7 separate regions of the Mus musculus genome follow, and regions 1, 2, 3, 5, 6 and 7 are each linked to region 4. The links are chromatin contacts, called in public Hi-C, HiChIP or PLAC-seq and promoter capture Hi-C maps. All regions are on one chromosome and are shown on one strand. Each heading gives the region's core, a stretch centred on a gene start, on an enhancer-like site or on the middle of the called end of the contact. The rest is flanking DNA. Distances are from core to core; before and after follow the strand shown. Region 1 holds the start of Sltm (SAFB-like, transcription modulator). Region 2 holds the start of Anxa2 (annexin A2). Region 3 holds the start of Mindy2 (MINDY lysine 48 deubiquitinase 2). Region 4 holds the start of Gtf2a2 (general transcription factor II A, 2). Region 5 holds the start of Ice2 (interactor of little elongation complex ELL subunit 2). Region 6 overlaps Ice2 (interactor of little elongation complex ELL subunit 2). Region 7 holds the start of Adam10 (a disintegrin and metallopeptidase domain 10).

Evidence for each region. Promoter capture Hi-C pulls out the DNA fragments that hold promoters and counts their contacts. A called contact is a pair of places that touch in the nucleus more often than the background predicts. HiChIP or PLAC-seq counts read pairs in DNA pulled down with a chosen protein or histone mark.
Region 1: a promoter capture Hi-C map of liver shows a contact between it and region 4, with 4 times the contacts expected there. The contact joins the promoter of Sltm here to the promoter of Gtf2a2 in region 4. A contact is called at or near these places in 19 of 39 promoter capture datasets (the 3T3-L1 cell line, 3T3-L1-derived adipocytes, the C10 cell line and 12 more), 5 of 484 Hi-C or Micro-C datasets (CD8 T cells, Sertoli cells, embryonic stem cells and 2 more), 11 of 115 datasets of contacts at active chromatin or transcription factors (astrocytes, effector CD8 T cells, embryonic forebrain and 7 more) and 3 of 9 other capture datasets (adipose tissue, liver and pancreatic islet).
Region 2: a contact with region 4 is called in a promoter capture Hi-C map of neutrophils. The contact joins the promoter of Anxa2 here to the promoter of Gtf2a2 in region 4. A contact is called at or near these places in 8 of 39 promoter capture datasets (the 3T3-L1 cell line, the C10 cell line, the HPC-7 cell line and 5 more), 1 of 15 datasets of contacts at CTCF or cohesin (the NIH/3T3 cell line), 1 of 484 Hi-C or Micro-C datasets (bone marrow-derived macrophages), 8 of 115 datasets of contacts at active chromatin or transcription factors (the NIH/3T3 cell line, bone marrow-derived dendritic cells, bone marrow-derived macrophages and 5 more) and 2 of 9 other capture datasets (adipose tissue and pancreatic islet).
Region 3: a promoter capture Hi-C map of erythroid cells shows a contact between it and region 4, with 17 times the contacts expected there. The contact joins the promoter of Mindy2 here to the promoter of Gtf2a2 in region 4. A contact is called at or near these places in 7 of 39 promoter capture datasets (the SN4741 cell line, erythroid cells, hippocampal neurons and 3 more), 1 of 484 Hi-C or Micro-C datasets (CD4 T cells), 2 of 115 datasets of contacts at active chromatin or transcription factors (large pre-B cells and memory CD8 T cells) and 2 of 9 other capture datasets (adipose tissue and liver).
Region 5: a contact with region 4 is called in an H3K4me3 HiChIP or PLAC-seq map of the 230-238 cell line, with 5 times the contacts expected there. The contact joins the promoter of Ice2 here to the promoter of Gtf2a2 in region 4. A contact is called at or near these places in 14 of 39 promoter capture datasets (the 3T3-L1 cell line, 3T3-L1-derived adipocytes, the C10 cell line and 9 more), 6 of 115 datasets of contacts at active chromatin or transcription factors (the 230-238 cell line, the SCID.adh cell line, bone marrow-derived macrophages and 3 more) and 1 of 9 other capture datasets (macrophages).
Region 6: a Hi-C map of adipose-derived mesenchymal stem cells shows a contact between it and region 4, with 3 times the contacts expected there. The contact joins the enhancer-like site here to the promoter of Gtf2a2 in region 4. A contact is called at or near these places in 2 of 39 promoter capture datasets (the 3T3-L1 cell line and cranial neural crest), 3 of 484 Hi-C or Micro-C datasets (3T3-L1-derived adipocytes, adipose-derived mesenchymal stem cells and bone marrow-derived macrophages) and 3 of 115 datasets of contacts at active chromatin or transcription factors (bone marrow-derived macrophages, embryonic stem cells and pancreatic cancer cells).
Region 7: a contact with region 4 is called in a promoter capture Hi-C map of erythroid cells, with 29 times the contacts expected there. The contact joins the promoter of Adam10 here to the promoter of Gtf2a2 in region 4. A contact is called at or near these places in 10 of 39 promoter capture datasets (the C10 cell line, cranial neural crest, erythroid cells and 6 more), 2 of 484 Hi-C or Micro-C datasets (embryonic stem cells and regulatory T cells), 2 of 115 datasets of contacts at active chromatin or transcription factors (memory CD8 T cells and thymic regulatory T cells) and 1 of 9 other capture datasets (liver).

Annotation. Positions count from the first base shown.
Region 1 is chr9:70,540,368-70,544,358 of GRCm38.p6, forward strand. Sltm (SAFB-like, transcription modulator) reads left to right here and starts at 2,348. Exons shown (of 21, transcript NM_025690.4): 1 at 2,348-2,714; 2 at 3,603-3,690. The coding sequence starts at 2,553.
Region 2 is chr9:69,451,484-69,455,350 of GRCm38.p6, forward strand. Anxa2 (annexin A2) reads left to right here and starts at 2,200. Exons shown (of 13, transcript NM_007585.3): 1 at 2,200-2,256.
Region 3 is chr9:70,655,270-70,659,392 of GRCm38.p6, forward strand. It overlaps Mindy2 (MINDY lysine 48 deubiquitinase 2), which reads right to left and starts at 1,905. Exons shown (of 9, transcript NM_172772.2): 1 at 1,004-1,905. The coding sequence starts at 1,777. Gm31872 (a long non-coding RNA gene) reads left to right here and starts at 2,402. Exons shown (of 3, transcript XR_379591.4): 1 at 2,402-2,943.
Region 4 is chr9:70,010,674-70,014,818 of GRCm38.p6, forward strand. Gtf2a2 (general transcription factor II A, 2) reads left to right here and starts at 1,875. Exons shown (of 5, transcript NM_001039519.2): 1 at 1,875-1,988. It overlaps Bnip2 (BCL2/adenovirus E1B interacting protein 2), which reads left to right. Exons shown (of 11, transcript NM_016787.4): 11 at 1-986.
Region 5 is chr9:69,395,722-69,399,419 of GRCm38.p6, forward strand. Ice2 (interactor of little elongation complex ELL subunit 2) reads left to right here and starts at 2,277. Exons shown (of 16, transcript NM_145618.3): 1 at 2,277-2,332; 2 at 3,225-3,366. The coding sequence starts at 3,326.
Region 6 is chr9:69,430,527-69,434,696 of GRCm38.p6, forward strand. Ice2 (interactor of little elongation complex ELL subunit 2) reads left to right here. Exons shown (of 16, transcript NM_145618.3): 16 at 1,515-2,548. The coding sequence ends at 1,643. Among named protein-coding and RNA genes, the nearest start is that of Anxa2, 21 kb to the right of the region's middle. Within about 2 kb of position 1,810, at least 96 of the 459 cell types and tissues checked have an H3K27ac peak or open chromatin away from gene starts, as enhancers often do. A contact at or near this core is called in adipose-derived mesenchymal stem cells and pancreatic cancer cells, where this site is marked.
Region 7 is chr9:70,677,578-70,681,677 of GRCm38.p6, forward strand. Adam10 (a disintegrin and metallopeptidase domain 10) reads left to right here and starts at 1,405. Exons shown (of 16, transcript NM_007399.4): 1 at 1,405-1,682. The coding sequence starts at 1,628.

The DNA of each region.
Region 1 (3,991 bases), core at 1,098-3,597, 530 kb after region 4:
CTTAACACTGACGGAGTACACAAGCTCATGAGTTGCTTCCAGTCGTCTCTGTACTACTGTCCTCCTCTTCTCTGAGCCAGGACCCAAATAATAAATATACATCATGCGTGTCCCTTCTCTGGTCCTTTTTGTCTCTCTGCTTTTACTTTCATCATGCTGTGCTATCAAAGAGGTCAGAGCAGGTATCTCACTGAGAACTGAAGACTATCTGTTTACTCTTTACCTGATTTGAGGGAAGCAGTCTCAGCATTTGGGAAAGTGCTTCTTTCTCAAGGGTATCAGATAAGAATACATAGATCTTCATTTTACTCACTATTAGAGGCCCCCTTTTGTTCTTAAAAGGAAACAGCCGAATAAAAATTCCTTCCCTTTGGCTATATCATTACCTTGGGAGTTAGTAATATGATCCCTGGCTAAGAGAATCCACAGATGCTGCTCCAGAAGACAAGATAAGAACAATGATAGAATAACACCTAAGGTTTTACTGCAACCATGGCCAATAGCTGTTGGCCCTTAGGCAAATCTTAACATCTTCATTTATTGTGAAGGGATATGGAGGGATGAAATTGGTATGGAAGATCAAGAATCTTTTGAATTCTAAAATTTGGTGAGTGTGACAAACTAATTTGTGGTATAAGAGAGTGGAACTTGGAATCAGAAGATCTAAGATTATTAGCACAGCACTGGCACACACAAGCCATATGTGTAAGCCATATTTTATAAGTCACTTAATCTCTTTTAGCAGCTGGGAAGAATTAAAGGGGTTGTTATATCCCAGAATTCCTTAAAAGTCATAAAGAAATGCTGAACTGACTGACTGCCAGGTATGATTTTATAACGTCCAGTTTTCCTCCATTTGAACCAATGATTCAGAAAGAGCAACCCAAAGTAAGGCACACCTCACCCTTACTATTTATTTATTTATTTATTTATTTATTTATAAAGGTAGGATTCCTCTGTGTGTAGCAACCCAAAGTAAGGCACACCTCACATTTATTTATTTATTTATTTATTTATTTATAAAGGTAGGATTTCTCTGTGTAGCCCTGGCTGTCCTGGGTCACTCTGCAGATACCAGGCTGGAGTGTAGTGTATCTCAGAGATCCACAAGCCTCTCTCCCCTTAGTGCTGATAGGCATGTCCCACCACTGCCCAGTCCAATTTAAGTTTTATAACCAGGAAACTGGAGAAAGATGTAAAACAAAACAACCTCAACCCCACCTTTGTTAGCACCTTAGCATTCCTTCTAGGCTCCGCCCAACACTTACCTAGCAACAGCCAGGTAGGCCTGGATGGGAATGTCCCCCCCCCCCCTTTGACTCCTTTCTTCCTCTCCCCTCCCCCCTCCACGTGTTCTTGGCCGGGCTCTTCTCTTCTGTCTTCTCCCTTTCTCTGCCTCTACTCCCTTCTCAGCTCCCCTTGCCATACCCCCAAATAAACTCTATTCTATACTAGACCAGTCTTATGGATGGTACCTGGGGTGGGGATGCCTCAGCATCAGCCGGATGAGGCAGTCCCTCCCACCGCTCTATACCTCGCTCTACAAAACATACCCTTGCCTTTACAAAACATCACCCACCAGTAAATGTTAATTCAGTTCCCTGTGTTTCCTAACTTTGTCCAACTTTGTGTTAATTCTATAGATATTTACGCTGTGATGATTAATAATATTAAAATTACTAAGAGATACTATGCGGGCTATTTCTCCATAAAGTGGCCCCTGTCCTTGACATACCAAATGCTGGCGGCGCAGGGCAGAGGATACTGTATAGGATCAGGGCAACATATACTTTTAAGTTATTCTCCTTTTGTGAACAATTTCATTGAGCCATCAGGCCCGTCGGAGGGGATGGGCAAGCTGAGGCAAACGAGGAGAGGACGTTTGCCTGGTAGTTTTCAGGCAAAGAGGGGCTAAGCTTCAGGGGGTCACAGCGTGACACTGTCCCCTGGGCTCTCGGCCTCAGGTTTCGCTGGGCGTTCCGGGGCGGAACCCGCCGACCTAAGTTCACTAGTATACCCCGACCACCTTTCCACGATGATTCCGTACTTCTTCCGGGAAGGCTGGCGCACACGCCCCCTCATTTCGGTGAAGAGACGCACCTACTCTCCCTACTATGGGGTGCCTCTCAAGTGGCGATGGCTCTAGGTAAGAGATGAGAGGAGAAGGAGGCTAATGGAGAGGCGGGAACCGTGGTACCGAGGACAGCTGAGCGGTTGGACACGCGGAGACTTTCCCGGGACCACGCCAGAGGCCGAGCCACCGGTCCGCTGCGAGCTCCGCCCCCTCCATGCCTGCTCAGTGCGCACGCGCACCCGTCATCCGGGTGCCGCTGCAGGTTGCGCTGGAGCAGAGTCGGGGGCGTGGTCCCCGTGGGGGGGCGTGGTCAGTGGCTCATTGTGCGCAGCGTAGCGCGGCGCCGCTGGCCGCCCGGGGCCCGGGTTGGAAGTTGGTGCTGCCGCGGCCACCGCCTCCACCGCCGCTGCCTCCTCCTCCGCCGCCGCCGCCGCCCTGCAGCCCACTAGCTGCCTCGGCAGCGCGTTGCTTTCCCAAAATGGCTGCCGCTGCCGGGGCCGTGGTAGCCTCGGCCGCCTCTGGGCCGGCGGAAGGGAAGAAGATCACGGAGCTGCGGGTTATCGACCTCAGGTCCGAGCTGAAGCGCCGCAACTTGGACATCAACGGGGTCAAGACGGTACTGGTCTCCCGGCTGAAGCAGGTGAGGCCCGGACGCTGCGCGCAGGGCAGCGTAGGCCGCGCCGTTTAGGTGCTACGCTTCCGCGGTCGGGGCGGACCGGGTGGTGCCTGTGCGTGCCCGGCGCGCGGGGCCCGCGCCTCCGCGAGGAGCCTGGCCTTCCAGCGGCCTCGCGAGCCGCCGCCGGTCGCGCCCCCTGCCTCCCCTGGGACGCCCTCTCCATCGGCTCTGCGGCCTGCGGAGGGTGGAGCTGCAGACCCTGGGCGGCGCTGGGTACCCCGGCCTACGGGCGGTGCGCAGCGCGTGCATCTCTCGGGCTCCGAGGCGATGGTTAGTTTGCTGACTTGGCCGAAGTTACCGTTTAATTGTGTCCAACCGTTTCTTCACCCCTGTTCAGAGAAATCCGTAGTGGGAGTTGATGAGTGGATGAGAAGGGAAGATTCATCTTTTTTTTTCCCCACTAGGCTTTTAACTGATTTATTTTTAATTCTTAATTTCTGATTGCATCAGCGTAATCATCCACGTTCTCAGTCCTGTTAAGCTTTCAGGTTTATTCGCGTGAAGCCTTGGAATCGGAGACGGGAACAAGTGTACGCAATACGTTAGGAAAACTCTTCCTTATTTAAGTAGCTACAAACTTTCTGTAATAGAACATATTTAGGTTCTTGTTCAGTATATGTGACATGGAACCATCGACTGGGTGGAATTTCAAGTTCCAGGACATTTCGATACTCAATGACACCCTCCACCCCTTTCTGTGTAGCATAATTACTCGTTTGTGAAGTCGGTTTGTAAAATAACTGGCAATTCTAATGTTTTGAGGCTGGAGGTTTGGTAATATATTTTCATTAAGTTTTTATAAAATAAGTTTAGATAGTTTGTGTAGCATATTAACTTCTCTTTCTAATGTAGGCTATTGAAGAGGAAGGAGGCGATCCAGATAATATTGAATTAACTGTTTCAACTGATACTCCAAACAAGAAACCAACCAAAGGCAAAGGTTGTTACGAGTTCTGAACATATTTTAAAATATATTTTGGTTCTATAACTTGGCTCTGCTCTTGTACCACTCGCCCTGTTTATATAGTGCTATTCTTTGCTATTTCCCTCTGGCACTCTGCCTTCTTGGGTCAAGGAAGAAAGTTACTGTTAGCAGGCTCTGAGTAACTTGCAGCCTTTCAGATTCGGCTGAAGATGACCAGAAAATAAGAAAGTTCTTTATTGATTCTGGGGAAAGGTACAAAGTTAAGTTGCATACCGATCCTTCATAGTAGGAATATCTGAAGAAAGAAATACAGTTT
Region 2 (3,867 bases), core at 950-3,449, 560 kb before region 4:
AGCCAACTGAAAGCCCTAGGTCTGGGCTACCTCAGGTAGCACAGTCAGCTTTCACTATAGATTCTGGAGACTGAGCTCTGGTCTTCACGATTTTCAAGGCAGGCACTTTACCTCCTCCCATCCCCCACCCATCTGACCTTTTTGTGGATTTTTATAAACTATCTAGTCAGGGTATTCAGTGTAATACAATCGTTGCTGGCATTGGTTAATTTGATTTCCAAACCATCCCAACTGTGTCTCAAGGAAGAGTCCCCTCAGATTGGCTTTTGATAAAACGTGTATCAGATGAATTTGCAGACAGAACCAATGAGATCCCCCGATGGAATGTGAGATGCTAAGGAGATAGGACAAGAAGAAAGAGCTCGTATTCAGCAGGACATAAATGAGGCCTGGCCACATACAGCTCTCTGTACATTTAGCTTTGCCAGATGTCCACAATAAGTCAAAAATAGTTTTGGATGGTTGGTGGCTTTTTTATGTTTCACATGATGTCAATTCAATGCTACTTCTGACATTGGACCTCCTACCCTCCCTCACACATGCAGGAATGTGGAGCCTGCGGGCCTGGGTGGAGAAATAACCCAGGGAGGCAGGCTACTGCTTGCTGGTAGTGTGTGCCTGTGTCTTATGTTCCAAGATGTTCACCCCCAGTAGTCAGATAAACAAGGTTTCTGTCTTTAAAGCTGCCCACACTGAAGCACTATGAATGTAAATCAGACATTGTATCAAAAGGGATATCTTGTTTTCTGTTTGTCACTCTGCTGGGGCCAACTTCACAGCTACCTGTCTATGTGACAGTGGGCACTGTGCCTATCTCTTCCCCTAACTGTCATCCTTTGGTTCCTAGGAGTGAATTGAGACCGTAGTGGAAAGTATAAACAGATGTTGATATCAGAAGGGACCAGGGCTGGGAAGATAGTGGCCTAAGATCTTGTAGCTTAAGAACCTGAGTTCTGTTCCAAGTTCAGGTAGAAGGCTTTTTGGCCAACCAATCTTGCCTAATTTGTGAGCTCCAGGCCAAAGAGATACCTTGTCTCAAATAACAAGCTGGGCCAAGGTGGGTGCTCTGAAGGGACAGCATCCTAGAGGCTGACAGCGCCTTGCAGGTCATGTGTGATACACGTGACCACGTGTGATACGAGTGAACCACAAGCACACACAACTAGATGGAAGAGAATCGTTAGAACCTAGAGAAAGCAGAGAGGTAGACTCTGCAAGGACGGAGTTGAAAGACCTAGTGTGACTGGGCAGCGGTGGTGGTGTACACTTTTAATTCCAGCACTGGGGAGGCAGAGGCAGGCAGATCTCTGATTCCAGACGAGCCTAGTCTCCAGACAACCAGATCTATACAGAGAAACCCTGCCTTGAAAAACAAAAACAAAACAAAACAAAACAAAACAAAAGAACCAAAACTAGTGTTTAAGGTATTTCCAGCTCTCTTGCTAGCTTGAAGTTTAATGCGGTGTGAACAGTCACCCACAAACACAGTTCACTACTGCGTTGTTTCCTGGAAAAGCAAGCTAGAAAAGAAACAATATGACCCAGAGAAACAGTTTGTCAAGGAATGAGAAGGGGGAAAAACCTTCAATAACCTACAATTAGGAAAAGACCGTAGGACCTGGGGTGTATTGGAGTACTGGGGGAAGGAGGTACCTTCTAGCCTTACCTCTTAGTCTCCCTAGCTGGTTAGAGGCCTCTCCGCTTTGATTTACAAGGCGGAGTAGACTGTGTAAAGCAGGGCCAAGCGAACACCCTCCTCACACTGCTCCAGCTGGTGACCAGAGGTTAAGCTAATATGTTTGCAGACAGTGATGGAGAGCTGGGTGCCAACGGCCCAGTTCAGAGGAATCCAAATATATGCGCCTTGAAACAATTCTACCCTCCATTACCTCGCTGCCTAGAAGCCTTTTAAAAGCAAAAGAAGTGAGTTGGGCAAGCCAAGCAGCTGAAATCTTAATAACCCAGAGCCAGCCTGAGCAGGGCCCTGTACTCTAGGAGTAAGGGGATTTGGGCGGGGGAAATGGGTGGATACTTGTAGGGCCTGGGGAGGCGGTGGAGCTGTCACGTAGGGCAGGACTGGGCTTGGGCTACGTTCCAAGTTGGATGAGTCACCCAGCAGGGTGGGAACAGGCCGGGGAGGGAGGGGATGTGGGGCGGCCTCGCGCTGGGAGGATGGGGCGGGTATAAAAGCCCCACCCAGCCCAGCCGGGCTGCTCCGCTTCAAGGGAGGCTCTCAGCGATACGTGCCCGGCCCAGGTAAGTGGGGCGCGGCCCGGTCGCCCGCTATGGCCTCGGGGTTGCGGTGCTGAACGGGGAGCGGGCAGGCTCCGGCGATGGGGACCCCGGGAGGCACGGAGAGGGACCCACTCCACCCGGTGATCTGCGAGGCCCTGCAACAGAGTTGCAAAGTGTCCCGCAAGTGACCGTGCTCTTTGCATGCCACTCTCCTGAGGGGTCGGGGCGCAGGGGTCGGGGCGTGCTTCCCCTTGAGGTTTCCTCGGAACGGGGAGACCCTTTGTGGGGCGGGGAGCCGAGGGGGCGGCATTCCAGACGTGCTAGATGTCAGGAGGGGGACTGGGTGTGGCCGCTGGGGGAGCCTCCGGCCCAGCAGTGAGAAGTCCCACTTCGCTTTCCGCACTGCGTTCTCTCACTCTGGACCGTAACTTCTGCAATTTCAGGTGAATTTCCTTGCAACTGAGGGACGTGCCTTTGTGGAGTCGGAGCAGGGTACCTGGGGGAGGTCCAGGGGGCACCAGAACCTCAAGTCTTGACTACTGGGTGCCCTTCTTTACAATCTCAACTCAGTCTTCGTCATGAACGCTAGATTGTCTGCTAGGTCAGCGACCTCAGACTTCATTTCTTCTGGGGAGTTTGTGGCTCGCTTAGAATGTGTGCAGAAGGAAGTGTCCCCGGGTGGTTGTAGGGAACGTTGCCTTGACTGTGCTGATGCCACCATGAATCAGTTGATAGGGTCTATAGAAAAGGGCGTGGTTCCTGGGCCTCAGGTTCCAAAGCTGGCGCGGAGGGCTGTGGTTGGAGAAGTTTCTTTATCTATGAAAGTGGTTTCCGAACTCTGCTGTTGATAGCGCCACTCACACTGAGTTATTGAAGGTTTCCGAAAACAAGTTCATTCAAAAATAGCTAAATAAAGCGTACTGAAACAGTGTCATGCAAATGTAAAAGCAAAGCAAAGGCAACAAAATAACTGTTACTTGAGACAGAGCCGTAATCTCAACACTCAGAAGACTGGAGCAGCAAGATCCCTTTTGAATCCGACCTGAGCTACATAGTAAGTGAGATTCCTGTAGGGGGAAAAACCCAACTACCAAAAAAAAAAAAAAAAAAAAAAAAAGAGAGAGAGAGAGAGAGAGAGAGAGAGAGAGAGAGAGAGAGAGAAAAGAAAAAAACCATGAGCTTATGATCACGATCAAGCTTATTGGTAATTGGTAGAGTACCGTAGTAGGTTGAACTTCATTCCCAGAACTTGAAAAAGCTATTCATGTGTGAACTATTATGCCATATTCAACTCCAGCCCTTAAAAGCAACCATAAACTCTTGGAATTCAAGATCCTCAGCCTGAAACACTCAGGAGTATAATTAGGTGGGTCTGCAACTTGGACTCGGGAAGCCACTTCCCTGCCCAACCCCAACAAAGCTATAGAATGTGTTTGGAATCCCAAGCTAGCACCAGAAAAAGATTAATTTGCAGTGTATCCGAGTTCTGGCTAAAGGCAGGGGAGCAGAATGCAAACTGGGGAGGGTGAGGGGTGATCTGTGGGTAGGAAGAATAAATCACTGATGTGGGGCTCAATTTTTTTCTCCCTTAGTTCTAAAGATAGTCTTGATCAAATCATAAATCCTATCAAT
Region 3 (4,123 bases), core at 655-3,154, 640 kb after region 4:
AATTTGAAAACAGGTGCTGAGATGCATCCTCTCAAAACCCAGATACTGCAAGCTTAAATATGACACTATATTCTGAGGCCTCAATACACTTGCCCTTCCCTTCCTGTTCTCCAAGACCTTAGATTTATCATTCCTTATTTTAGTTGTTAATAGTTTTAGCTTCCTTAACAAACATTCTAATGTACAGTTACTAGTAAAAATGCCAAACCTTTGAAGTAGAGTCAAAGAAACAAGGAAAGTAAAAACAAAAACAAAAAATCATACACAAGATGAAAATACTGTCTTTGGAAACAAGTAATTTATGGTAAGTAGGCTCAGACCAATGCTTTTCCTTAAATGGAATTTGTCTAAAAAGTTGTATCTTTCCCATCACTGTTCTTTCATGCATCCACACCACAGTGGGACAAACAGCCTTTTCCAGAAAACACGCAGATAAAATCATTAAAACTTACTCCATAATATAAGATTGATAGTAACTGAAGATCAATCACTGTTTCCAATTTTCACTGTTTTGCATATGTAATAATGTCAGTAAGGAATAATATAGGCAAATATAGCTAAAAATACTCAGAAGATGTAAGTGCAGGGTGCTCTGGATTCTGCTTGTTTATAGGTAAACCATCAGTTACAACCTTTAACCGAATGTTGAATTTTTAATACAAAAAAGACCTTAAGTTGGGGGCAATTCTTCCTGACATGTTGCCACATGAATAATCTTTCAATAAAGAAATCCTGGAATTAATTTCATGTAATAAGAGACTGTTAGATATAGGGGTGCATGTCTGTAAACCTAGCACTCTAGAGGCTGTAGCATTAAGATCTTAAACTGTTCGAGGACAGTTTAAGCTACACAGACAAACCTTGTCTCAAAAAAAAAAAAAAAAAAAAAGGAGGAGTCTGATGAATGGAAGGAAGCCATCAGCTGACAAACAGCAGTTTCCTCACCCCATTTTGCCCCTCCCCACCCCACAAGCTGTAGGAAGTAGAAAGCTGCAGAGTGTACCTTCCAGGCGAGAAGCAAAACATTGAGGATGGCCAGCAAAGGGCAGGGTCCATTCTCATTCTGGGTGATGATGGGCGTGTTCTCCTCTTTCCACTGGATCCATTTGATGTGATACACCGACTGTCCGGGAAAGCGTTCTTTGGAGGCCGCTAGCACCTGAGCCGGGTCCTCCTCCTCCTCTTTGCATAGAGGTGCAGCCCTGGGCGGCCCCGCCGCGCCCTCCTCCACGTCCTCGGGGACCCTGGTCTCTGCTCCCTCCTCACTATTGAACTCAGAGCTACTGGGGAAAGAATGCAGGTTGGAGAAAGACTCCAGGGAGTCCAAGCTGGGCGAGTCCCCAGGGGGGCTCGGCTCGCTGCAGCTGCTGCTCGGGGCGCCGGTGCTGCTGGGCTCTTCCGCCGCCTGCTCCACCCTGCAGGTGCCCGTGTCGCCCACTGGCCCCGACCCTCGGCCCGCCGCGGCCTCGGCCAGCTCCGGGGAGGCGGTCACCTTGTGCTGCCCTCTTGAAGGCACCTCCGAGGCGGCAGGGCTCGACGACGCGCCGTCCTTCAAGTCCGAGCCCGCGCCGCATCCGAGCTGCGAGGGGGACGTCGGGTCCCCGAGGCTGCTCCGCGCTGCCGCCGCCGCCGCCCCCTGCCCGCCGCTGTCCACCGCGCGTCCAGCGGGACCATCCTCAGCCTCGCGCCCGCCGCGCCGTCGCCCTTCCGGCGGCGACACTCGCCCGGCCGCCACCCCTAGTTCCAGAGGCTGTGGGCTGTCAGGGCTGTTCTCCATCCCCGGCCGCCCGCCCCTGGTCCTATAGACACCGCGGCCGGCTCTCCTCAGCAAGCGCCTCCGACGCCATGACAGCCGCTCTGTAGCAGCTCCAGCGCCCTAGCGCGGCCTCGGCCAGGCACGTCACCGTAGAGGGCGGCGGGAGCGCGCGCGCGTGCCCCCGCCCGCCCGCTCGGAGCGTGCCTCCGCGTGACTGCGCTCGTTGAAGCGCCCGGACCCACTCGGGGAGCGCTTCTCCCCCGAGGCCACGCCCCTCCCGCGCGTTCAGGCTAGGGAAGGCAGAGCGAGGCCAGGGGCGTGGCTGAGGGCGTGGTCAGGGGCGCGGCTCGGAGAGCCGCAGCGCCACTAGGAAAATAATCTTGTGTGTGCTGCCGGAAGTTGAACTCCGGGGCATCCCCGCTGCGCGCGGTTACTTTAAAGGCAGTGGCTGAGGCTTGTAGGGAGTGTGGTCTACTTTGGGCTTGAGCCTGGTGGACCCCGAAAGTGGTAGTAGCATTGGAAGACAGCCATTCCCTGAAGGCCTCGGGAGAGCTGGCTTTTTCTTTTCTTTTTTTTTTTTTTTAGCTTTTAATGTTGAGAATTGGAAGCATTTCTTAGGAAATGCAAATTTGAAAGGCGAGTTCTGTTGGAGGCTTTTGGAAGACTGCGCAGTACAGGGACAACTCTCCCTGGGTTTTGGCTGAGAATCGCTGCGCTCCCAACCAGCTACTGGTTTGCCTTGCCGGAGGTTCAATGAGGTTGTGGATATTGGCCTACGCCCCAGGCGAGAGGGTAAATTTGGTCCAATAATAATAAATCAGTTTGCGTTTGAAGCAAGCCAAGTCTTTGCGGTTCTGTTCACTTGGCTTCTCTTTGCACAGAGTGGGAAGCTTCTGCTTCCCGAAAAAATGACTTTTAAAATTAGAATTGACTTCTCATCAGGGCTTGACATCTGCATAGAGGATGGACAGAGTTGCCTGCAACTTTTTTTTTCTATTTATTTACTTACTTATTTATTGGCAAGAGTGGATATAGATCATCTAACCTGCTCTGGAAAAGTGGGGTGTTTTTTTTTTTTTTTTTTTGGTTTTTTTGTTTTTTGGTTTTTTGTTTTTTTTGTTTTTTTTTTTTTTCCTGGACCCTTCCCTCTTCAAAGTTGTCTGAGAATATAAAAATGAACAAGACAGGTGGGTCTTCCTTTAGTATCAGGTATACAAATATATGGTGCATCATGGATTGTTACACTTCTGTCCTGCTACTGGTTAGAAAAGTAGACAAATTAATGCATTATTTTGCTCATTCATGTGTTAGCACCAAGCATGTTACTGAATACTGTGTTTCACACTAAAAATATCACTATTATCTTCTCAGAAATGATGATCTCTTTCTCGGCACTCTCTTCGACTTCTCCCTCTTTCTTCCCACCTCCAACTCTCTCCTCCCTTCCTTTCTTTTCTTCCCCCCCCTTTCCTTTTTTTTTTTTTTTTTTTTTTTTTTTTTTTTTTTTTAGGGCTGGGGCTCAATTCATGTATGACAAACACTCTACAGAGCCCTCTACTACTTTGCTTATCTTATTTCACTTTTGTTTTTTGAGACAGAGTCTCAATTTGTAGCCCTGGCTGGCTCTGCCTCTCTTCCAATTTGAGAGTCTCACCCTGTGTCTTAGACTAACTGACCTGGAATTCACAGCAATCCTCTTGTACTTTTTCTCCCACTCCAATTTTGAGATTATAGATGTGAACGCTGTGTTTTTAAGACTGGAAGTTATCTTCCTTTCTTTCTTTCTTTCTTTCTTTCTTTCTTTCTTTCTTTCTTTCTTCCTTCCTTCCTTCCTTCCTTCCTTCCTTCCTTTCTTTCTTTCTTTCTTTCTTTCTTTCTTTCTTTCTTCCTCCCTTTCTTTCTCTCTCTCTCTCTCTCTCTCTCTCTCTCTCTCTCTCTTTCTTTCTTTCTTTCTTTCTTTCTTTCTTTCTTTCTTTCTTTCTTTCAATTGAGGTTGGGTCTCACTATGTAGTGTAGCTAGCCTGAAAGTTGTTATGTAGGCCAGGCTGGACTCAAACTTTCAGAAAATTGCTTGCCTCTGCTTCCCAAGTGCTAGAATTAAGGGCATGTGCCACCATGCCAAGCAAGATCGGCAATTCCTGAAAACTGGAAAAGTTAGAAAAGATAATGGAAAGTTTTTTCTGAGTGTTGAATTTTGGAGTTCATGTTGATCCATAAGCAATAATTCCTGCCATCACCATTGAGATTTTTCTTTTTCTTTTTTTATTAGATATTTTATTTATTTCCATTTCAAATGTTATCTCCTTTCCTGGTTTCCCCTCCGAAAACCCCATATCCCCTCTCTCCTCCCCTTGCTCACCAACCCAC
Region 4 (4,145 bases), core at 625-3,124:
TGAATTTGGAATCAGGTCAGCAGAAGACCAGTAGGAGCTTTTAAGTTCTAAATGGTAACTGAAACAAAACAGGATGTGGAACTGTTAGAAGTAACTATAATTTGAATACGGCAGTTTGTTGCTATTATATATAATATGTAATGGTGTGGAACCAAATGTAAAATGCTTTGAGAAATTCACATACAGCATTTGAAATCAAGCACCAGATGAAAACCAGTTGTTTTGGGACTTACTATGGTGATATGTACATGTAATTCCCGCACTGGAGGCTAAGGCAGGAGGATTGGGAGTTTGGGGCCAGTCTGGATTACTTAGCAAGTTCCAGGACAACCTAGGTGGGTGTACAGAGTGAGACCTGCCCTGGGTTTGGGAGTGGGGGTATGAAAATTAGTTTTAAAAAAATGATAGAAGCTATTTCAGATAGTTGTCTTAAGATTTCCTACAACAATTGAAACTTGGAATTTGAAATTGTGTATTTGCATATCTAGTTTGACAAGAGAACTTGGTAGCTGTCAGTTACTCCATGGTACCTTTGTATATAGACTTCCAAAGGTTAATGTCCTAACAGCTACTTCATTGTTTACTCATGAGAACCCAGCTAGTAAATATTGATGTTCAGGGCTGCTGGCTTGCACAGTCCTTGGGGTTCTGTTCACATAGAACACAATTTGGAGTTCATCAAACACTGTTGCACTTTGATTCATACTTCCAAATGATTTTCATTGGACGCTCACATTCTGTCATTTAGACGGAATGCGCTTATTGTGCCCTTTCCACTGTTCTTAGATAATATTGTCATTTCAGTGAGAATTGAGACTGATTCTCTCTGCAGGATACACCTCTGGTTTTTGTCACTGAGAAGCCATTGATCTGCAAAGTATATCCTTTTCTCTTCCTTTGACTGGTTCCAAATACAGTGGTGTGTCTTCATCTGTTACACATGCTACTGCAGCATTAATGCATTTGAATAAATTAGTTGGAATATACATTCGTGCCTTGTTTTCATCTTTAATCGTTAACTTTTACACTGAATTTTCCGGTGAAGCCTTTCAAACATCGGGCCTTTACAATCCTGCAGTGTGGATGCTTCCGGTTCTTTTATTTATTTATTTATTTATTTTATTTATTTTTTTTTTTTTTTTTTTTTTTTTTTTTTTTTTTTTTTGGTTTTTCGAGACAGGGTTTCTCTGTGTAGTCCTGGCTGTCCGGGAACTCACCCTGTAGACCAGGCTGGCCTCGAACTCAGAAATCCACCTGCCTCTGCCTCCCGAGTGCTGGGATTAACTTAAAGGTGTGCGCCACTACACCCTGCTCTGGTTCTTTTAATTGATAACAAGTTCAGCCTGTTTACAATCTTAACACTATTTGAACTTTAATCAGATCTGTATTTCATAGTTTGGAAATTATTTAATGAGTTTGGGTTGCAAGGATATGATTTTAAAAGGCTAAAAAGGAAAACCTACAGCATGGCACAAAGGAGAACATGTTTCACTCTCAGACCTGGAGTGTTTGCATCCGAAGTCACAATTCATGTGCTCACTGGCCATCTGCAGTACCTATAGCTGCTGTTTTGAAAGCAGAAAACCAAGCACCCCCGCTAAAAAGAAAAGGGATGTGAAATTCTGGAAACTCAGAATATCCACGTATTTGCTTTTGTATCAGTCACGAAGTTTATACAGCAGACCTTCCAAATGAAAAAGATGAAAGACTCACAAACCCTGGTTTCCCTACACTGCAGTCCCACAAACTTTGACAAGCCAGACAGTCGCCCCATTGCCTTTTGCTTCCCGAGCGCCAGCAGGAGAGACCACGCCCCTTCTCGGAAACGGCGGTGGGGGCCGGCAGTGGCTCCTGTGGCGTCACCTCCGGGTCGCGTGAGCACTTCCGGGTCACTGGCACAGGGCTGCGGTTTCCGCGGCCGAGGAGGTGGTCGCAGCGGGCTCCCTACCTGGCTCTGCTACCGCCGTGGCGGAAGCGCCTTCCCTCAGGTAGGCGGCGGCGGGGCCGGGAGCGGGGAGGCCGCGGCGAGGCGGGCGGTACCGAGCGCTGTGCCCGCCGGAAGGCGACCCCAGACAGACGCAGCCGCGCGGGAGCAGCCGCCTTCCCGCTCTCCTCAGGCCGCGCTTAGGCGACCGGCGTCCCGCTCGGATGCCGGGCACACACGGCGCCTGCGCTCCAGCTCTGCAGTGAGGAGGGGATTCCGAAGTTCTGCAGTTGCCGCCACCTTTAAAGATTGGAGATGGCCGAGCCAGCTCGTTTCAGCAGACGTCGAAGTCGCTGTTAGCTCTTTTCCAAATAATGCTTAGATGTCAAATGGAGCGTGCCATGGCTCCCCTGTCCTATTTTAAAGTTTATGTCTCTCTGACCTTTTTCTCCCCTTCTCCATACACACGTACTGACTGGCGTTTACTTTGAACGAGCTAAATGTTTTTGTTTGACACGCGTCGAGTATCCGGTACTGTTCTCAGCCCGCAGGTTACATCAAGTGAACAAAAATAAAGATCCATGCCCTCGTGGACTTTACATTTTATGCGGAAAGTTAACATAAGACCGTTAGGTAACTTGATGGCAGACGGTGCTATCAAAAAATTTTAGCGAGATGAAGGGTTTGGAGACGTTTCATAATGGATGTTGGAGTTCCTATGTGGTGGTCAGTTTAGGTGCAATTGAATGGAGCTATTGGAGTTGTGTGTTAGCCAAATTAATATCTGAGCAAGAACATTACAGGCAGAAAGAACAGCCATCGCAAAGGCAGTCCCACGCCTGTCATCCTCAGGGCAGTTGAGAGTGCAAAGGGAGGTGGAAAATAGATCAAACCAAACATAGAGGGTAGCCAGATCGTCAGGCCTGATAGAAGCTGATGGAAAATATGTTCTAGCCCATATTTTTAAAAGATAACCCCGCTGCAAATTATAAAGTGTGAGGGACAAGTGTAGAGTAAAGAAAATTTGAACACCATGAGTCAGTGGCCTGGCATTATAAAATAATCATGGGGATGTTGAGAAATGATTGGCTTCTGGATTCATTTTGAAAGTTGCCCTTCCAAGATTTGCTAGGAATTGGACCATCTTTATGGTTTATATGACTCTGAGGGCCCATAGAAGAGTCCTCTGCATTTGCTCTTAGCTGTAGGAGAAGTGTCTTAGCTATTTGATAATTGTTTCGATGTAGAGTAGAACATCCTGAATATGGGTACAAAGAGAGAAGTGAGGGAAGGCTACAAGTTTCAAAGTCATCAACACATAGATAGGATTTAACACCATAAGCTGAGATGGACTAACTAACAGGGAAAGCAGGTAATTCAGGAACTGGAAGTCAGAGCTGAGAAAGAACTGTCAAAGGAAACAGGAAATACAGTAGTTCCATGAGCTGGAACCGGAAAACAACAGATCACAGAATGTTCTGTTGGATCAGTTGCTGACCAAGTGTAATCTGAAGATGGCAGGTCACTAGTTTTGCCAAATCTCGTTATACTCCTTCCTGTAGCTGAGCTCCTTAGGATTCAGGAAGATTTTTTTGTTTTGTTTTATTGTTTTGGGTTTGGTGGTTGTTGTTGTTATATTTATTTATTTTTATTTTATGTGCATTTGTGTTTTGCCTGCATGTATGTCTGTGTGAGGTGTCAGATCCCCTGAAACTGAAGTTACAGATGGTTTCTAACTGCCGTTTGGGTTCTTGGAATCAAACCTGGGTCCTCTGGAAGAGCTGCCAGTGCTCTTAACTGTTGAGCCACCTCTCCAGCCTCACCAAGTCTTATCTGATAATGATTGTTTGAATAGATCTCCCCCTGTCCATCTCTGGACTATAAGTACTACAAGGTCAATAAACATGTGTTACGTCTGTATTCCTCTAACCCTTTTCAGGTCCCATAAGCTGGATTTTCTGCCTTTCTTGCCAGAAGTGTTTCAAGGGCTTTTCATTGCCTTCAGATCTCTTGTGGGGCAAACTCATCTTGTCCTCTGCTTTAGCCTCACCTGCCGCTCTTTCCTGCTAGATTTCCACAAACCTTACACTTTGACACTTCTGTGGCTTTTCTTACCCTCCTCTCACCTTTACCCATTCTAAAGTGGCTTTCCTTTGAAGACTGGGAAGCTTTTCTAAGCCAACTCAGTCCTTAAGCAGCCTTTATCATACAATGAGTTATT
Region 5 (3,698 bases), core at 1,027-3,526, 610 kb before region 4:
AGGCACTGCACACACAGACATATGTGCAGGCAAAACATTTATGCACATAAAACAAGACACATAAACCTGAAATAATTTATTTTAAAAATAAATATCTTTTAGAAAATTCACGTGAAAGCCTCAACTACAGAGCACATCAAGTGGAAGAGAGACTGTGAGAACTTAAAGGCATACCTTTCAAACTATCAAATTCAGAACAAAAGAGAAAAAAAAGGACATTCAAGATTTTGGGAGACAGCATTGAATGGGGGACAAACATTTCTATCACTGCCATACCCAGGTCAAGAGAATAAAGTTTAAATGTGTAGAACAGTCATTAAATGAAATGCTAACAGAAAGCTTCCCTAGCTTCAGAAAGGTATTGGACACTCATAAACCGGAGACCTCTGGATCCCCAGAAAAGACATGAGCAGAAAGAACCATCACCATTACATAACCACACTGTCAAGAGGATAGGGCAGCACTGGGGCTACAGCTCAGCGCTAATGCCTGGTTAGCATACTTAAAGCTCGGGGTTAAATCCCCAGAACAGCAGCAAGATAACAGCTAAATACGTGATAGAAAAGAACTGTAAAATCTGCAAAGCACTAAATCACATTTAATAGAAGCCCCATTAGAGTAAGAGGAAATTTCTCAGTAAAAGCCCTACAGGCAAGGAAAGCACAGAATGACATATTTCAAGTCAGGAAAGAAAACAACTGCCAATCAGGATCACTATACTCAGCAGAGCTATTCTTCAGAAATGAGGGGGAAACAAAGATCTTCCAAGATAAGCAAAAACTGAGGAAACTGGGGACTACCAACCTTACCTTACAATGGATACTTCATGGGGGACTCAGAAGTGAAAGAAAGATAACATCATGGGTGTGTTAAAACAGTAATGTTACTAGAAAATACACAAAAGACATATAGAAGAGAATCAGATATTTCAAGCAAGTGAAAGAGGGAAGATTAAGATGAGTAAACTTGAAAGGGGAATATTTATTTATTTATTATTTATTTATTTTTATTTTTAAATATTTATTTATTTATTTTCGAGACAGGGTTTCTCTGTGTAGCTCTGGCTATCCTGGAACTCACTCTGTAGACCAGGCTGGCCTCGAACTCAGAAATCTGCCTGTCTCTGCTTCCCGAGTGCTGGGATTAAAGGCGTGCGCCACCACACCCAGCTTAAAAGGGGGTCATCATTTATGGTTCTAGCCACAACATCTTGTCTTAAAAGATTTATTTTTATTTAAATGTCTCCATGTGTGTACCACATGTGTTTGGGTACTCTCGGAGGGCAGCAGGTAGGAGGGCAGCGGGTAGGTACCAAATCCTCAGGAGCTGGATAACAAATGTTTGTGAGCCACCTCATGTGGGTGCTGAGGACTGAACTTGAGTCCTCTGGAAGAACAGCAGCAAACAGTCTTAACTACCAAGCCTTTTCTCCAGCCCCAGTAACACTTAAAGTGGCTCGTCACTCTCTTTTTTGATCCGTTTACACACGATGACTTAGAGTCCCAAAAATCAGAAGTTCTGGAAAAGCCGGTTTTAGTTTTGGTCCTTCTTGCACTCAACACCAAACAGAAAATATTTGTGCTTAATCCATCTCTTTTTAATGAATTGCTGCAAGAATAGCGTGAGAGACTCGAAGGCCCACTAGCAGACATTGGCCTATCTCTAAAATGAAAAAGAGAGTGGAGTGGAGATTTTGGGTGTAATGAGAGCCTAGTATGTGTTGAGTAGTGCGCTAAATATAGCTTCATTCTTTGTCTTATTTAGACCTTTCCAAAACCCTTATCTGTATGTAATAAAAATTGATGATAGGGGCTGAATATGTAACTTGGTAGGGTGCTTGCCTGTCATCCTGAAAGATTAGGTTCCCTTTCCAACACCGTATACATGGGGTGTGGTGGTAGTGCATGTCTGTAATCCCAACACTCAGGATGTGGGGGTCATAAGGATGAGAAGTTCAAGGTTAGCCTTGGCTGGAGTACATAGGATATTTAAAGTGAACCTGCCCTACTTGAGACACTATTTCTAAGACAGACAGACAGACAGACAATCAAGCACACACATAAAAACTACTGACGAGTCAGGATCAGAATGAGGGAAGCCTGAAGTTACAGCCTGGGTCTACCTGGTCCCTTAACACTGTGGCCAGTCCTCCCTTTGCATTCGCGCGCAGGCCCGTCCCGCGGCGCTCGCGTGACGTCATCACGCGCGGCCGTGCGGGCGCCCTCGGGGCTTTTAAATGAGGCCTTCGTAGGCGGGCAGCAGTGAGTTCAGCACAAAACGTGTGTGGAAGCGTCGGCTTTTCTCGGGGGCCAGAGCCGCTTGGGACCCTGAGGTGGGCGGAAAGGCGGCTGCGCGCCGACTCCGGCTCGTCGGGAACGCGAGGGGCGGGAGAGGGAACATGGCGACGCGGGTCTGAGGCAGCGCCTCACCGGACTTTGCTCACAGGCCTTCCTCGGCGGCTTCCCTCACGTGTCTTCCTCGGCGGCTTCCCTCACAGGCCCTAAGGCTTTCCTCATTCGACCCCTCTCCTTCCCCGATACTTTTGTCTCCCTTTGCTTCTCTGTAGTTCCCTCCCCTCCCCCTCAGCCCCACACTCAGGGGAAAGGAGAGGTAGGTGGTAGGCGGAGAGGGACGCCCCTGAGACCCCATAGGGACCCAGAGGCCAGTTCCTGCATTGGACTCCTAAGTATCTCAAGGCCGCACGGGATGACAGGGACAGACACCCAGCGTGAGTGAAGAAGTCAAGCTACAGCGTTAATTCCGATGACACCTTTAAAGGTGCCTGTGAATTGTTTTCTGGAGTTGCTCGCACCTGAGTGTCACAAGTGCAAAGTTCTCTTTGAAAAGGACACGGTCCCTGGGATCCAGAGAGCCTTTTCTGTGTGCATCGCATGTCATAGACCGCCTCCATAGCTGTATATAACTAGAGGAAATGGAAACACGATTTGTATTGGTGGTAAGGGAGTGAGGGGAAGGGAAGACAGCCCTGCCATAATGTAAACAATGCGAGAACACAGGGCACCCTTCTGGTTTGGGGTCTTACTAACTCAGCTAATGTTGAGGCTAACACTCCTTGCATAAGTTAAAGGGAACGGATCTTTGCTACAAAGAATCGTTCTGCCTGCCTGTGTGTTTTAGTCACTTGAGGTAGATGCTAATCAAGCAAAGGCTTTTTATGACCCAAGGTGATATAGGTTTGATCTTGACCTTTTGTTTGTCTTCAGTTAACTGTAGACTCTAGGAAGGATCCGACCCTCACTCTCTGGGAGCCTTCACTGCCCAGCTGAAATAATTGTGGGCTAGAGTGAAGGAGAATTCTAGGAAGATGAGCTCTAGCATAACCATGAGTGAACCAAGGCTGAACTGGTGAGTTGGTCCTCTTCCTGATCCACTGTGAAGGAACAAGCTGGGGATGGTGGGTATCATAGGAAAGGAGATTTCTGGCCTGGAGAGATTTTATAATTTTTAGCCACCAGGGTCTCAGAAATTACCCTGTTCATATACCAAGTTTGTTGAGTTATAGCTGACTGATTTTTAAAGATTTTTTTTATTATGTATATGAGTACACTGTAGCTGTCTGCAGACACACCAGAAGAGGGCATCAGATCCCATTACAGATGGTTGTGAGCCACCATGTGGTTGCTGGGATTCGAACTCAGGACATTTGCTGAGCCATCTCTCCAGCCCCCTAGCTGGAA
Region 6 (4,170 bases), core at 560-3,059, 580 kb before region 4:
GGCCATAGAAACAGGACTTTAATAATTCCAACCGAGCTCAGCACCTGTAGGATTCTAGTCTTAGCATATATGTAGAAAGATCAGAGCTTTCTTAAAACTGGGAAGTCAGAGCCTGTGTGAAGCATTTGTCTGCTACACCTTCTGGTGTAGCCTTGCCTTAGTGTGACCATCCATCCCAACTGCTCTCAAATGACGTGTTTGTCCTTGGACAGGGCTGCAGCCCTGAACTGACACATTTTCCAGTATCTGCATCTGCCTTCTACGACACCAAGAAGAGTTGGACTGCAGAGTCCCATCTGCTCCCCTTTCACCACTATAGGTTCTATAGTAGCCATTTACTGAACACAGTTTTCAGAATGTTTGCCTTCCTCAAAAACTCAATTAATGAATACCTTCAGGGAAAACGCCTGCTGAGTGGGCAAGTGACAGGCATCTTGAGAGTCAGCACTCACTGGTCGCTCATTGCTAGACCTGAGCATCAGAGACCAACAGACACACTGTCTGACTGAAGCGCTCAAGTTTGCCCCATTTCTAGTCATGTAATTTAAAAACAAACCAAAAAAAGCTTAGGAAAGAGAAAGTAGAGATACTAGATTTTGGTACATTCTTAGTGAACCTCCATGCTGGCATTTTGTTCATTAGGCTAGACTGTGAGAGAGTGGTTTGAATGTATCATAACCCTACCTTCCCATCTGTGGGATTGACTGCACGGGATGTACAGAAACACTTCTGGTGCAAGGTGGCAAGGGGAATCTGAGGCAGATGTAGGCAGCTTTGTGGAAATGGTTGTAGGCTATATACAATTTTGGTTCTGTGTGAGGCCTCTAATTGGTCAGGAAGGTTATAGCATTTCCAAGTCTTCTCTTGAGGCAGGACTCTGGTTCTGGGCTGGGTACAAGTTGGAGCAGGCATGAAGAGGAGATGGGTCTCTCTCACCTGCTCTATCCCCTCTTCCTTTCTAGGCCTTTTCCTCCCCGTTCAGTTGGCATCCTCTTCTCCTTCCACCTCCAGTTTTCTTCTCCTCCGGTTTCTCCCCTTCTTTCCTTTCATGTTTTTTACTCCTTTTTTAGACTGCCTCTTCTCCCAACTTCTTTCCTTATCTCCTTGCCTTGCTCCATCTTATGTCTGGCCTCTTGTTTGTCTTTCCATTCCTTTGTATTTCCTCTCCCTGTCCTCACTTTCTCCTTCCTCTCTTGCCTTTCTACAAAATTGCACAGTGCTTCAAAGGTCTGGCCTTTCCTCGTTTTCTAATTTCACATTTCAGCATCTTGCAAATGTAACAGAAGTTTACAGCTGAGCCCTGCTCTAGCTTTTTTCCTCGTTGTTGCTAGAAATTTAATGTTTTTAAAACTGGGTCAGATTAAAACTTCTTAAGTTAGCCATGTGGCTGGGACTTAAAAATTTACAGAAGGTCATTCCCAAGTTGAGAGTCCCTGTGTAAATGATGCAGAGTGGCTTGTGTGCAGGCAAGTTGTGAATGTATTAAGTTATTCTGCTCTTGCTTCATCTCTAAGGTTGGTGGGACAAGAATGCCTACCCGTAACCACAGGAATCCTGTCTCCATGGAAACCAAAAGCAGTTGCCTGCCTGTTCAGCAAGTTGAAAATGAAGGAGTGGCTCGGAATAAAAGGAAAATAATGTAAGGGCTGGACCATAGAAAATGAAGTTTCAGAAAACCCAGTTATAACAGTGTTTAATGTTGAACTTTAAGGGGAAACATACCCAGAAGATCAGCTAGTGAGAAGAGTGTCTCCCCTCGCTATCCTGGAGTTCTTACAAAGTGCCTTGGAAACCTACTGACTGCAGGAATGGCGGTGACAGCAGGAGTTAGTCACTCCTCAGCCCTGGTGCACGGAGAATGTAGAATGCTCCATTAGCATGGCAGCAAACTGAATAAGAAAAATATTTTTATAGCATTCTTTTCTAAAGATCATAGGTAGGAAAACCACTTGCTGATTTAGGAACTGTCATGTATTACGTTATCAATTTGATTATATTGCCACTCAAATGAGACTGGCCCAATAGTTAAATATTGCCAATGTTAGAAACAGCTCTGTGCATTGTTTCTGACCCATTTTTGTCAGTATTAAAACTGCTGTTGATGTTTGAAAACTTGTTGAAATTCCTTTGTGGACGCCGAAAGTGAAAACAAGAAAAATCTTCATCTCTGAAAAGTGGCAAATTAATATTTTCTTACTAGGCAACCACCCTTGTGTTTTATAAAAACAAAAAGCATTCTGTGGTGTGACAGCTTTGGTGACAATATCTCTACTACTTTGCACAAATTCCATGTAAATGTGGTAAGATACTACCCAAAGCAGAAATAACCATGAGGATGCAGGAAAAACAAAAAAAACAAAAAAAAACACTTGATGATCCTATCAGACATGGTGAAGGTGCCATTAAGCCTAGGATTGTTTCTTTCTTCTCATGTATTGTGGTTAATTCAGAAAGCAGCATCAGCAGTGGGTTTGGCCAGTTTGCATTTGAGGGGACAGAATATGTTTACTTTTTGTTACCTGTTTTTTAATAAACACTAAAAGCTTCAGAAATGTGTTTGTCATTTCAGAAATACAAGCTTTGTCATCAATGGCAATTTTCTTGTTGTTCTTTAGAAGGTGTGTGCGCGCGCATGTGTGCATATGCGTGTGTGTTCCATGTTAATATAAAAAATTATACCCAAAAATTGGAGTCTAAAGAAGTGGCTTATTGCAGAGGACCCAGGTTTGATTCCCAATCACTTGGGTGCCGACAGCCATCTGTACCTGTAGTTCCAGGGGACCAGATGACCTATTTTCTGGCCTCTGTGAGCACTGCATCTATGTGGTGCACTTACATACATACAAACAAAACATTCATACACATAAAATTTACTTAAAAAGAGGAAGACCCAGGCCTGGAGAGGTGGCTCAACGGTTAAGAGCACTGATTGCTCTTCTGAAGTTCCTGAGTTCAATTCCCAGCAACCACATGGTGGCTCACAACCATCGGTAACAAGCTCTGACACCCTCTTCTGGAGTGTCTGGAGACAGCTACAGTGTACTTACATATAATAAATAAATAAATCTTTTTTTAAAAAAATGAAGACCCCAAAATCCTTTAAAATAGTTTGTTGAAATTCTTACTTTCCACTATCAAGTTTTCTTTTGCATTGATTTTCTGAGAGGTTGGTTACCTAAATTATTAGTACATACAGATTTTTGTTTTGATTTTTGAGACAGGGTCTGTACATAGTCCTGTCCTGTAACTCAAAGAAATCCACCTGCCTCTGCCTCCTGAGTGCTGGGATTAAAACATCCAATTACGGGGCTGGTAAGATGGCTCAGCGGTTAAGAGCGCCGACTGCTCTTCCAAAGGTCCTGAGTTCAAATCCCAGCAACCACATGGTGGCTTCACAACCATCCCTAACGAAATCTGATGCCCTCTTCTGGAGTGTCTAAAGACAGCTACAGTGTACTTTTACATGTAATAAATAAATAAATATTTTTAAAAAAAACATCCAATTACTGTATAATTTTTTTCCATGAGTACACTGTAGCTGTCTTCAGACACACCAGAAGAGGGCATCGGATCCCATTACAGATGATTGTGAGTTGCCATGAGGTTGCTGGGAATTGAACTCGAGGCCTCTGGAAGAGCAGTCAGTGCTCTTAACTGCTTTGCCATTTCTTCAGCCCCCTACTGTAAAAAGTTTAATGTAGCATTTCCTCAACCTACCACTCTCCTTTTAAAGCCCTTCACCTTCCCCCTAAACTTTGTCACATATATACAAATCCAGAAATATTTTAGTTGTGACTCATTTGTCATTCAGTTTAGGGGTGTGACAGTAGAAGATCCCTTCAAAATTAGCTCTTTTCCAAAGATGGACAGCATTTGCTGCAGTCTGCATATCAGAGGCTTCCACTTTCTACATGTGACCAAACCTCTGGACAACTCTGATCAAGTAGAGCTGCTTTTCCACTTAAGCTTAGCAAAGGCTCTTTTTAAACACATATTTAGTGTCCATTGTTGTTCTACATTGCTACAAATATGAAGGGATTTGTAAGCAAGGAAGTAATGTTGATAATACTATAGCAACATTTTTTACTGTTTTGGGTTTTGTTTTGTTTTGTTTTGTTTACTCCAAGCTGGGAATTAGGTAGAGTACTCACCTACCATGCCTGTGACAAA
Region 7 (4,100 bases), core at 155-2,654, 670 kb after region 4:
AACATGTCTGCAGGTTACTCAGAATAGACACTTTACAAAAGGAAAAAGAAATAACAGCATTCAGTTACTCTGTATTGATTTTATATGCTTCAGTAGAAACGAATGGACAGGACAATCATGATGATGTGGGAAGTTCTGACTGCAGTATTGAGTTTAGTAATGTGAAGCAAAACAACAATTCATTTTTCAAAACAATTAAAATAAGTATATTCCTTAAGTAAGGTGTGACGGTGCATGGAAGATGGGAGGAATCAGAAGTTCATGTTTACCCTTGGCCTCATAACCACTCAAAGAATAACCTGGGATAATTAGATGAGAGATGGGAGATGGGGGTGGGAAAAGTATTCTCATCTTTATTTCTGTTTTCTTTAAAAACCACATTATCTACATTAACAATGTAGGTTGTAGAAAATATATAGGGCGGAAGTAAAAGGTTTGCAATTTATTCTTATTATCAATAATATAAACTCATATTCTTTGAGTCAACCGAAGCAGAGTTAAGTATGATGAAGACGTTGTAGTTCTTTTTTTTTTTCATTTATTCATTCGCGTTACATCCGAAGAGCAGCCCCGCTCCTCTCCTCCCAGTCCCACCCTTACAAATCCCTCCTCCCATTACTCCTAAAGTTGTAGTTCTTGAATACGAGTATAAAGAATCAAAGCGAGTAAATGAGAAGTCAAATACCGGTTTTGTAGAAGTTGGCATGAAGGAGGTATGAGGGAAACAGACTAACAAGCGAGCATTTTCTGAGCTGGAGACTAAGGACCACCGGCTTATTTATTTATTTATTTATTATTATGGCTAAGGCCTAGTAGGTGACATACATTTGCTAATGGTTCGGGAAGATACCCCTTTGGGTATTTTTTTCTTCCTGTTGGATCTTTCCTTTTATGTTCCCATCAGAGCTGTGTATCGCGGCTAAAATCATGGTTTGCTGGGACTGCTTTTGTTTACTTGGCAGCTGCAGAGCTTCAAAAGAAACAGATAGAGAAGCAAGGAAAACCTCTAGTTTTTTGGAGGCGAAGAAGCCGAAAGCCCTTCTTGACAGCTTCGGGGTAGGGTGTGATTCCAAGAGACAGTCCTTAACAGCTGGAAGAACCAGGTAGCACTTTCACAGGGAAAAGAGCGCTCCCGCCCGGGGCGGTGGGCGGAGTCTCCAGCGGCCCCGCCCTCCCAGGCCAATCCCTGCTCTCCGCCAGCGGACAGGAAGCAGCGGCGGGGCCTAGCGGCCCGGGCGCTCGCCTCGGCACGCATGCGCATTATCCCGGGGCGCTTGGGGGAGCAGGGCGGGGCGGGAGGCAGGGGTGCGGCCTCGCGAGTGTATTGGGTGCCGTCGCGTCACGTGGCGAGAAAGGAGGCGGAGGGCCGCGGCTCAGGGAAGGGGCTGAGACCAGGCGAAGAGCGAGGGCAGGGAAGCGGGGAAGGGAGGAAGGAAGAGGCCGAGGGGGAGGGAGGGCCCTGTTTTGGCGGAGCAGGGCGCGCGGCTGGGCCCCTGAAGTGGAGCGAGAGGGAGGCGCTTCGCCGGGTGCCACTGCCGGGGAGGCTCGTCGGGACCCAGCGCCGGTCGCGGCTCCCTCAGGATCGATGCACCGCGGTTAACCCGTGAGGAGGCGGCGGCCGGGGAAGATGGTGTTGCCGACAGTGTTAATTCTGCTCCTCTCCTGGGCGGCGGGGCTGGGAGGTGAGACACGACCCCGGGCGGCGACGGAGCGGCGGTCGGTCGGGCCGAGCGCAGCGTCGCGGAGCCGGGCCGCGCGTGTCAGGTCTCCTCGGCTTCTGTCAGCTCTCTCAGCTCGCCTCAGCCGACCCCGAGCGACGCTCCCCGCGCGCTATTGTCCCTCGCGCGCCCCGACCGCGCTCCCGCCGGCGGCGGCCCGAGCAGGCTGCGGAGCCCCGGGCCAGGCCTTCCCCGCCCCCACGGCCCGGCGGCCCTGCCTGCCCGGCTTCTCGCGCCGCTTTCCCCGGGAGCGGCGGAGCCCAGGCCAGCCGCCCTCGCGCACTCCGCAGCCACCTCAGCCCTGCCGGGGTCCGAGCCCCGGGACCGCGCAGACTCGCAGCAACTTGCGAGGTTGGCAGCGCGGCGGGAGCATTGTTCTGCAAGCGAGCGAGCGGACCCGGGCCGGGTGTCGGACGCCGGTGTGCGTGTCCCACCCGAGTGCCTTCCCTCCGCCTCGTGCTCTTTTCGGAGTGTTTGTAGCCAGCGCGCCGGAGGTTGTGTGTGTGTGTGTGTCTGTCGTTCTGTCTGTCTGTCTTCTGTCTCCCCGGGGCAAGACTTTAGTTGACTGAGGAGAAGGGCAAGCCGTTTTAGGATGCTCTTCGATCCATCTGTCTTTTTGAGTTGAGTCCACAGAGAAGCAAGACCGACCCTTCCTGGGCGAACCAACTTGCAGAGTTTTCTTAAACTCTCAGGTGGAGCAGACGTACTGCTTAGTCAGAGGATTGTCAGGGCTGTGCTCCCTCCCCCTGCAAATTGGAGTTCACTGTTGCTTCAAGTTTCCTGATGCTTCGGGTTTGAGACAGCGGTATTTCATTCCCAGGCTTTCCTAGGACAGGTTGCATGATTATTTTGTTCCTATGAGAAAGTGCTTTACCATAGGTAAGCTAATTTGCCGCCCAAGTGTCTGGAGAGAGGTTAGCTTAAAAGCATTGAATTGGAAACAACCCCCAGAACTTCCAGGGGTGCTTCGGATGGTTGTCAGCAGCCTAATTTGATACTTTAGAAAATATCCTAGTGTTTTCTGTAGTGTATTGTCTGTGTTCATCCCTTTGTCTCATTGACTTAAACTGCAGGACCCAGCCTATTTTTGTCTGGCATTCTGCTTACTCTGAAGTTGGTTTTGTGTACTCAGTTTCTGTTGTTGTGTGTACTATTCATTTATTAAGTACACATTTTAGATGACAGCCACTAATAGATGCTTATTTTTGTTTTGTTTTTGTTTTTTGTTTTTTTTAAGAACCAGATTGCAGACCGTTTGTAAAGAGCCTCTTTATTTAACATTTGTATTTCTGTAACACGGCTTATAGTCCTGGCTGGCTGTTTTCACTTTTTGTGATTATGGTCAGGAATTAGACACTGTTCTCTATGAGGTAATAAAATCTAAGTTAAATGTGATACACTTTGATAAGTAGTGATACAAAATGCCTTTTATTAAGGAAAACTAAAACCAATGTGGCCTGTTGTTTGGGGAAAAAAGTAAATTAACAGCATAAGCATTGTGGGTGAAGAGTTTTATTCAGATCTTTGGAGTTTCTTTCTGCACTAAGTAATGATTCAAAGGCCAGGTTTTGTTGTGCTTCTGCTAAAAACTTAAAAAAAAAATAAAAGTTTTCACTTAAGTATTATGTCAAATTTGTAATACTTGAGTATGTAGGTATATTTATAATTTGGGGCTGTGGAATGTAGCCCAGTGGCAATTGCCTAGCAAGGCCATGCAAGGCTTTGGATTCAACATCTCTGTTTAAGGCCCAAAACTCCTCCTATGTTTATTTGTAACTCATTATACTATATGCTGGGTTTTTTTTTTTTATCTGAACTGAATCGCATATAGCTAAGTTTATATATTTTTGTGATGTTTTGTAGGCTAGTGTGCATTCAAACTTAGTAGATATTGGCTGTAGTGCATTGGAAAGTTGAATGTTTGTAAGGTTAGGGTAGTTGTAGAAATACAGAACTTTAAGGTATAAGCCATGTTCAGGTGAAACTAAACTCTGTTGGTTGCTTTCATCTTGCCTGTTTGTGTTAATCACTGTTGTGTGTGAATGTTTTTCTTACTGCACATAATGTGAGGGGTGGGAAGCTGGAAGGAGGCAATAAAGTGCTTAAATACTAAAACAACTTTTCTAGTTTTCCCTTCTATGTTGGTGGATGTCCTGCCCAGTGTTGTATTTGTAGAAAGATACCATGATAGTTTTTGAGTTTATGAAGTGTCTGTATGGAAGTATTCATATATCTGTACAAAATGCTTCTAAAAAGTTATTTGTTGCCTAGCAAAATGGCTCAGTAGGTGGGAGCACTTGCTTTGAAAGCCTGACTATCTGATTTCTAGTCCCCATCCCTTAGTTGAAGGAGAGAACCAACTCCTGAAAATTATCTTTTGAC